Linked DNA regions of Mus musculus: all the other regions are linked to region 2. A link is a contact called in public ChIA-PET data. All regions are on one chromosome and are shown on one strand. Each heading gives the region's core, a stretch centred on a gene start, on an enhancer-like site or on the middle of the called end of the contact. The rest is flanking DNA. Distances are from core to core; before and after follow the strand shown. Region 1 overlaps Actn1 (actinin, alpha 1). Region 2 overlaps Rad51b (RAD51 paralog B). Region 3 overlaps Actn1 (actinin, alpha 1).

Region 1 (2,700 bases), core at 20-2,519, 580 kb before region 2:
CTAAAAGACAAAGCACATAGCCACTGTCTTGTCCCCTGACCCCATCTCAGCCAGCTGGTTCCAACTCTGAGAAAACGGCCATACTATTTTCATCTCTGCCATTAAAGCAGGATGTTTGCCTTCAGACAGCCTCCAGCAGCTGGACTTTGCCAGGCTGAAGCTGTGTCCCTCGTGCCTCAGCACTCCCTGGAGTTGGCTGCCTGTCAGCTCATTTGTCTGCAGTCTGCCGTCTGCCGGCCCTGGGCGGGTCAGCCACTATTAGGTCGAAGCAGGGGCCACAGGAAGCTGCAGGGTGGCTCCAGCAGGCCTTCCTCCTGTGATTCCCTATGTGGACTGTCAGAGGGCCCCCAAAGTCCGTCCCCTCTGCCAGTAGAAAAATAGAGGGCCGGACAAATGACCGAGCTCTTCCAAAGTCTCACAGCAAGCTAGTGTCAAACTCAGGATTCAAACCAGACTCTGGACTCCAATGTCCTTTATGCTCCCTGTAGCTCTACTGGGCTCTCTTTTGCTTTGTTGTTCAAATTACCTACTTGACTCTCAGCCTTCCAGGCGCCCAAGCACAGGCTCTGGGGACAAGAGATAGGGTCTTAAAGGGTCTCCAGGGTCTTAAAGGTCCATGGAGAAGTTTCACCAGGCTGTGTCCATCTCAGAGGCTGTCCTCCAACAGTAGCCTGTGGGAGCTATTGAGTGAGTGATGAGATTGCCTGACTTGGGGGTGGGGGTGGGGTGGGGGGGGGTGATACAGGTGTTCCAGTTGGAACCCGTGCTTCTGGAGGGGTGCCAGGCATGAGTCTGTACTAAAGCTTGCCTGGTTCCAAAGCCACATCCTGTGTTCTCCTGTCTTTTCTCAGCCCCAGATTAATCACCCAGCTCCTCCAGAGACCTAGAAGCTCAGAGCTGCCTCTGTCCCATCCCTTTAAGTTACCGATGAGGAGACTGAGACCATCAGAGCAGCCAAAACAGAGTGAGTTCAGACCTTGCTGATGTCTCTTCCAGTGTTAGGAGCTGAGTGTAGGACGCTGGGACTGAGGTAGAGAGGGAAGGCTGTGTCCTGTCCTTTTGACTTCCTGTCCTGGAGGATGGTGTGTGGGGTGTGATATCTCCAGTGCAAGTGGAGTGAAGTGGAATTTAGGCCTCCAGGATTAAGTTGAATCATTCTCTTGTGTCTTCCTAAAAGGGAAAAAAAGGCAGACTGGAGTGGCTCACTTCCTTCTTGAGAAACTGGAGCCTGAGTCACCCTGGAGTCAGGACCTGGAGAGGGGCCCCCAGTTTGCTTCTCTTCTGGCTATGGGAGAGGAACTTCCCTTCTGCCCGTCTGTTAGAGCAGAGGGCAAGGCAGGGCCTGAGGCGGTGTAGCTGTCCCTAACTCCCCCTGTCTTGGGAGGTCTTAGTCCATTTTTTTGGAGCTGGCGGGGAGGAAGAGGTCATGTGTTGGTCTAACTCAGGGTTCTGAAGTATACTCATTTGAAATGGTTTTGGTACCTCGTAGAAGTGGACCTGTTTTTTGTTTGCCCTTTTCTGATTGGTTTGCTTCACTTCAGGCTTGTCCCAGTAGAATCCTGTGTCAGAATTAACTTTTTAGGGCTGGATAATACTCCATTGTGTGTTTTAATACATTCTCCTTATCTGTTCACGTGTTCACAGATGTTTGGGTTATTTCCGTATCTTGGCTACGGTGAATAATGTTGCTAGGAAGTTGGGTGGAGAGTTGGGTCTTGGCATCTCCCTGTGTGTGCCCATGGCATGAGGTCCTTTGTGCCCACAGGTGGAGTTGGCAAGTCAACAGAAGGCCTTAGACACTCCATTCTCTTCTCCCCCTGACTGGGCGTATCACGGTAGCTGTCCTGTAAAGGCCAGTGGGCTGGCCAGCTGGGTCCCCAAGGACACATCATGTCTAGCTTGGCCGCCACACAGTTCTGGGGAAGACTGAAACTATATAGATAACTTGAAGTTTCAGTATCTTCTGTTGAGAGAAGAGTTCTTGGGGACCAGGTCCCCACCCTCTGCCTGCCTTCCCCTCTTCTTTAGCCTTAGACTTGAGAAAGGGGCTCACACCCTCCTGGGCACCCCAGGGATTAGTGGGGACAACCCCTCCCCCAGTTTGCTGCTGTCCCCACTTCCTTCCATTCACTTTATCCCCGGCTTTTCCTCTCTCAAGGTTAGCCATATGACACATTTTTGGCCAGTGAGTTAGATACACTAATGCAAAACTTCCTAGCTTCCCCAGGAGCTGAGCACCATCTGTTTCTTTAACAGCAGGCTCCTCTGTCCTGATTCCTGCTCTCTCAGAGGCTGCTGTAACCAGCAGGTGGTTGGCCCCTGTTTTTTCAGCCTCTTGATACAAGCCCTTTCAGACAGTCAAGTGTAAGGCAAACCAAACTGGTCTCCGCCTGCTGCTAGTGTGGGCTTAACTCCAAGCAGCCAGTGTTCATTCCTGACCCTGCTCCCTGTGGAGATCTGCATGTGGTCCCCTCTGGGGTGCTTCATGCTACTTATAAAGCTTGTGCCGCCTTGATAGTGGGCCGTGCCAGCTAATTGGAGCTCCCTGGAGTGGGCCCAGTTTTTATTCTTTCCCAGGGCCTAGTAGTGGCAGATCCAGTAACCTGTATAGATGCTTCTTGACTTGTAATGAGGTCAGTCACGTTCCCAATAAAACCTTGGGAAGTTGGAAATATTCTGTCAAGATGCAGGTAACACAGC
Region 2 (2,700 bases), core at 121-2,620:
ACCAAGCTCCAATTTGACCAGAAGAAAACACGCCTGTGGGATTCCAGCAGCCTGCCTATATTTCGTTTTGGCTCTGGCACGAATCTGCTGAGCAATTCTGGGAAGTGTGCCTAACCCCTCTGTTCTTTAGAGTGTTGAGTCCACAAAAGCTATGGCGAGAATTAATATATTCTGATGGCTATTAGTAGAAGGGGCTATGAAGGAAAAATGTTAACATGTCTCAGTTTGCCTTAGTTCTGCTGTTGTACACAAAACTCCAGGACTGTCATTGACTTTCATTAGCCTCAACCTTAAGGAAGCTGCTCTGCCCAGAGATGCCGGAGAGCGGCTGAGGAAAAGGAGAGGGAAACACAGTGAGGGAGATGGCTTGGGCATATTTGAACTCATTGTGTGAAGACTTCAGTTCACACTGCACAGTGATCTGCGAATACAGATCTCTCTAGTGGACTGTCTTCCTCAATCGTTGCCCTTCCCTATGTCCCAGAATTAACAGGTGCTAAGGTCATTAAGACCAAGGAGCAACAAACCGATACTCAACTAGAACTCGCCATGCCTGTGGCCACAGCACCCCAGTTGCTGGCTGCAGGGTTTCCCCTGGAGTGTACACCCTGGGAGAAGCAGACCAAAGCAATCCACAGCCGAGCTGGAGAAAAGAGTGTTGCTGATCAAGAGTCCCTGGAGGAAAGACAGGCTCTGTGTGAGGGACAGCACATATGGAAGGATGGTAAATCTCCTCAGCTTGCCATGCTCACCTCTTCAGTCACTGAGGGCACCCCTAAGCGTTCTACTACCATCACCTCCACCACCGAGTTCCGGGAGATGGAGGAGGAAGGACAGTGTCTGCCATTTGTTCACACCAGGTATGGGGTAACTGCCCTGCACGATGGTGAGGCTTTCTCTTTGGCCTAATTACCCGTAGAATGGATACTCTAGGGAAAATCTGTGGCCAGCAACTGTGGGGCTGTGGCTTATAGGTATGGTGAGTTCTAGCTGTATATTAACATGTTCCCTGCCTGGCCCCAGTGGACTGACCTGTTGGGTCTGAGACTGGGGTGGGTTGGGAGGGTGGTGGCACCAGTTGTGGTAGCAGGCCAGTGTGCAGTTTTCACCTCTAGCCCAACCTGGCAGTGTTGGGCCCACTGCAGGAAATGACACAGTCTCTTGGTTACTTGTGACAGGGTAACCACTGTGGCTTCCAGTGGTCTATTTACCAACTATATCAAATTTTGCAGTTAGCACGGGGCCAAGAAAGGCTGGCTACCTAGGTATGGAAAAGAAGGTGGCCCATTTTCAGATGGCTCTGGGGTTCACACGGATGTGAAAGAAACTTTCCTACCAGCTGTTCTGTGCATTTTCTGTGGCAGTCACTGTGCATGAAGTTTGTTCGGCTGTCTTTGCCCACTTCCTCATCCCTGCCTACTGAGCTCTTCAGACAGGCAGGGAGGTGAATTTCCAGCCCCCTCCCGCCCCGAGTTTCTGATGACCTTTTTCGGTGTTTTTGTTACTTGTGGTGCTTTCTATTCACGTGTATGCCTTGGTGCTGGGGATTCCCCTCCCTTCGGTTTGCAAGGAGGGTTAGAAAGACACGGCTTTGTGATAAGTACCATCATAGACGGCTGCTACTCACTCACTCCCCCTCCTTACACTCATTTGGGGCCAAGAAAAATCGTTCTATTGAGTCATTTGCTCCCCAAAGAGACTGAAGATATAACTCTTGGGGGGAGTCCAACTTCATCAACACCAACTTTGATCCTCCAGCCTAATGTATGCTTATTGTAGACAGGGGCTAAGCTCAGAGGAACCTCAGATACGTCCTGTGGGGCGCAGAGCAGTGCTAATATCCCTGCCTTATCTCTATGTTCCCAATTAAGTGGTGTGGCATCCTAACCAGCATGGGCTCACTGACGGGGCAGGTCCAATTATCTCCATCTCCAGAGTGAATCTGTAGCATGAAACTCTGTCGGCCATTGTTCAAAGGTTGGTTAACTGGTCTACCTAGAAATCCCCAAGTCAGCGGCTTTATCAGATACTCATGTACAAAAGTGATTTCATGTCCTCAAAGATGGACAATTTTATTTTTGAGGCAGAGTGATTCCATGCTTCTACATCCATATTTAGAAGACATTGATACAGACACAAACAGTGAAAATTAGACACAATCAGACAGAGTCAACAAAGAAGAGACAGAAGAAGAATAGGTCAAGAACAAATATAGTAAGTGGCCAAATACTTACCTAGTAGCCCTTGGTATGGCACTCTCCAACATGACCACTAGTGAGCAAACCCCCAGTCAGAGGCTACAGGCTGGCAAGGACCCATCTCACCTAAGGAACAAGGCCCAATGCCAGATGACAAACCAGTTTCTTCTCTCTGCCATTCACTCTGGTGACCTGGAAACAGCCATCTGGAGCAGAGTCTGAGAGGAAATGTGAGGCTCTGGCAGGCCTCAGAGTTGCTGGAGGTGATGACTAGGTCTGTGCAACGTCCACCGGCTCATCTTACCAATAGAACTACATATTGAAGCCGATATCTTACATCTTTCCCTCCCTCGTTTTCAGTTGGCTTTCTGGCACCACTCATCTGACATCATTAACATGAGTAATGGCACTTTTATACTTTCATTCACAGACTGGTCTTAACTGATCCTTAGTGTATGAGGGAAACTGAGAACTAAGTCAACTAGCCATCATGGGTTAGAGG
Region 3 (2,700 bases), core at 132-2,631, 520 kb before region 2:
TAAAGGCTAGACTAGAAGTATACTCCGTAAATTCCACATTGCTATCAAAGCTTGTGGTCTCAGATGTAGTGAGGAAACCTCACAACGTGGTTGTAAGAGTTAAATAAAGTGATCACAAGGACTGCGTACTTGTCTGGCACACTTGTCATGTTAAGGAAACAGCATATGTTGGAGCTAGACTGCCTGCGTCCTAATCCTAGCTCCCTACCTCCTAGCCATGTGACCTTGGGTAAGTCACTTACCCTGTCTGGGCCTCAGATTTCCCATACAATGGGAATACTATGATTTTATTCAGTTGTGATGATAAGATGAATTTAGAATATTAGCTGGCCTATATAATACATGCTGTATGAGTGTTAGTTAGCCATTGTTGAAGTTATCGTCATTATAATTAATACTACCCATCATTTTCTGTAAGTGAAACCCAGAGCTCTGCAGGGGGTGGGAAGTCCTGAGACTCACAACGTTTGGGTCACTTTCTCACCCTGGGGCAACCCAAGCCAGATCAGATGTCTGTTGTGCCTCCTGTTCCAACCATAGGCAACTTGGAGCTGGAGGTACACTTGAGATGCCCCAGTAGGCCGTTAGGGTGACAGGTGTGGGTTGGTTGTCTCCTCCAGGGAGAGGCAGAGTTTGCCCGAATCATGAGCATTGTAGACCCCAACCGCTTGGGGGTAGTGACGTTCCAGGCCTTCATCGACTTTATGTCCCGAGAGACGGCAGATACTGATACTGCAGATCAGGTCATGGCTTCCTTCAAGATCCTGGCTGGAGATAAGGTAGGATGTGCTGACGCTGAGACAGTGGGTGGTTACTGTAAATCGGTAGGATGAATGAAAAAGTCCGAGTGAAATAGGTTTGGAAGGAAGTTGAAGTAGATACTAAAATGGAAAACGTGACGTGTTTAAAATACCATATACAAGTGATATATTACTTGTAAATATATAATATGCACTTAAATATATATATGTACATACACACGGATGTCTCTGTTATATGTATGCACGCACGTATTCTACAGATCAAGTAGAGCGAGGAAATTAGAACACGGGTACTTAACATTCCCGGCAAGTTTACGACCTAATAGTTGCGGCAACGCCGCGTTGCTTTCCGGCCGCTGCCGAGGTTTCCGACCCTGACCATGCTTTCTCCGCAGAATTACATCACAGAGGATGAGCTGCGCCGTGAGCTGCCCCCTGACCAAGCCGAGTACTGCATCGCAAGAATGGCCCCCTACGCGGGCCCCGACTCCGTGCCCGGTGCTTTAGACTACATGTCCTTCTCCACGGCACTGTATGGCGAGAGCGACCTCTAACCCGCCCCTGCCTCCCTCCACCACCCCCCCACCCCCGGCCTTCTGCGCGTGCGCCCCACCCTGCTCCTCCTCCTCCTCCGCCCAGTCTGGCTGGCTGGGTTCATTATTTTCAGCTCAGCCACCAAGGGGGCAGAGCTCCGACCCAGGCGGCATCAAGCCTCCCTGCCCACAAAGTGACAGTTTACAAAATTATTTTCTGCAAAAAAGGATAAAAAAAAAGTTACGTTAAAAAAAAATTTTAAAAAGAAAAAAAAAAACAAACAAAAAACTACATATTTTATTATAAAAAAAAAAGTATTTTTTTCTCCACCAGTCTTAAATGGAAAAGAGGAAAAATTAACTATTTGCACCGAAATGTTTTTGTTGTGACATAGGAAAATAACCAAGCACAAAGTTATATTCCATTCTTTTTACTGAAGTTTTTTCCTCCTACCTGTTCTGTCTGCTGTATTCATTTCTCTAATTTCATGCCCACTTGGGGGTGGGGTAGGTGGGTACTCTCATCAGAGGCACATTGGTGCATGTGTGTTTGCTAGCTCACTTGTCCATGAGAATATTTTATGATATTAAAGAAAACCTTTTGAAATGGCTGCTTTTCAAAGAAGATAATTCATGGCTTCTCATTTTTCAGTCTCTTCAAAAGTGTGGCTGGCCTGTTTTATGACTGCAGAGTTGTTATGTTTTTTAATTTTGAATATTGCCTATTAAAGATAGGACAAACTTGGAGATTATGATGTTGCTTGGCACAGACTGTATTAAAACAACACTCCCGTGACATTACTTTGCTTGTTCCTTTGGCTGACTTCCAGAAGTGGGGGTGGGTTGTGTCAAGAATGGTGTGGGGTACCTGTCCTCACCCACCTCTAGATTTCTGAGCCTGGTTTGGTACATTCTCACTTCTTTAAGAGGAGAAGATGGCCTCCTCTATGTACAGGGGAAAGCTAACAAGCGCATGAAAGAGCCCCTGACGAAAACCCCCAGCTTTCTTGGTTCTCTGTGGCTGTCTGTGACTTCTCTGTGACCCCGACCATTTTGTTTTTGCTGCAGGGGACAGCTTGGATTGTGTCAGGGTTGTAGTCCTCTTTCCTACTCTAAGTGTTCCATAGAGTACTGGGGCTTGGTGGCAGGGTGTACAACCAGCCTATGCCAGGCCCTGAATTCAATCCCTTGAGACCCCAAAATGTGCCACAGATAGTAGCTGTTGGTCATTGCAGGGACTCAATGACAATGCAGATTGCCAGCATTCCCCCCATATCCAAACATATATGATGATAAGCTCCAATTTATCATTTGTTGTCTAAGAATATATGGTGGTGGTGGGAGCCTGTTGTTAGAATTTCCAAGACTACAGAGCAGAGCAAGAGCGATCATGGTTAAAATAACTT

The links. ChIA-PET counts read pairs in DNA pulled down with a chosen protein or histone mark.
Region 1: an RNA polymerase II ChIA-PET map of memory CD8 T cells shows a contact between it and region 2, with 6 read pairs. The contact joins two enhancer-like sites. A contact is called at or near these places in 2 of 115 datasets of contacts at active chromatin or transcription factors (memory CD8 T cells and pancreatic cancer cells).
Region 3: a contact with region 2 is called in an RNA polymerase II ChIA-PET map of memory CD8 T cells, with 80 read pairs. The contact joins two enhancer-like sites. A contact is called at or near these places in 3 of 115 datasets of contacts at active chromatin or transcription factors (large pre-B cells, memory CD8 T cells and microglia).

Annotation. Positions count from the first base shown.
Region 1 is chr12:80,227,715-80,230,414 of GRCm38.p6, reverse strand. The region is part of intron 1 of Actn1 (actinin, alpha 1); the gene reads left to right. Among named protein-coding and RNA genes, the nearest start is that of Actn1, 31 kb to the left of the region's middle. Within about 2 kb of position 1,269, at least 214 of the 459 cell types and tissues checked have an H3K27ac peak or open chromatin away from gene starts, as enhancers often do. A contact at or near this core is called in memory CD8 T cells, where this site is marked.
Region 2 is chr12:79,645,556-79,648,255 of GRCm38.p6, reverse strand. All of the region lies in intron 7 of Rad51b (RAD51 paralog B), which reads right to left. Among named protein-coding and RNA genes, the nearest start is that of Gm36048, 150 kb to the left of the region's middle. Within about 2 kb of position 1,370, at least 126 of the 459 cell types and tissues checked have an H3K27ac peak or open chromatin away from gene starts, as enhancers often do. A contact at or near this core is called in memory CD8 T cells and microglia, where this site is marked.
Region 3 is chr12:80,166,937-80,169,636 of GRCm38.p6, reverse strand. It overlaps Actn1 (actinin, alpha 1), which reads left to right. Exons shown (of 21, transcript NM_134156.3): 20 at 621-779; 21 at 1,157-2,095. The coding sequence ends at 1,315. Among named protein-coding and RNA genes, the nearest start is that of 2310015A10Rik, 35 kb to the right of the region's middle. Within about 2 kb of position 1,381, at least 235 of the 459 cell types and tissues checked have an H3K27ac peak or open chromatin away from gene starts, as enhancers often do. A contact at or near this core is called in memory CD8 T cells and microglia, where this site is marked.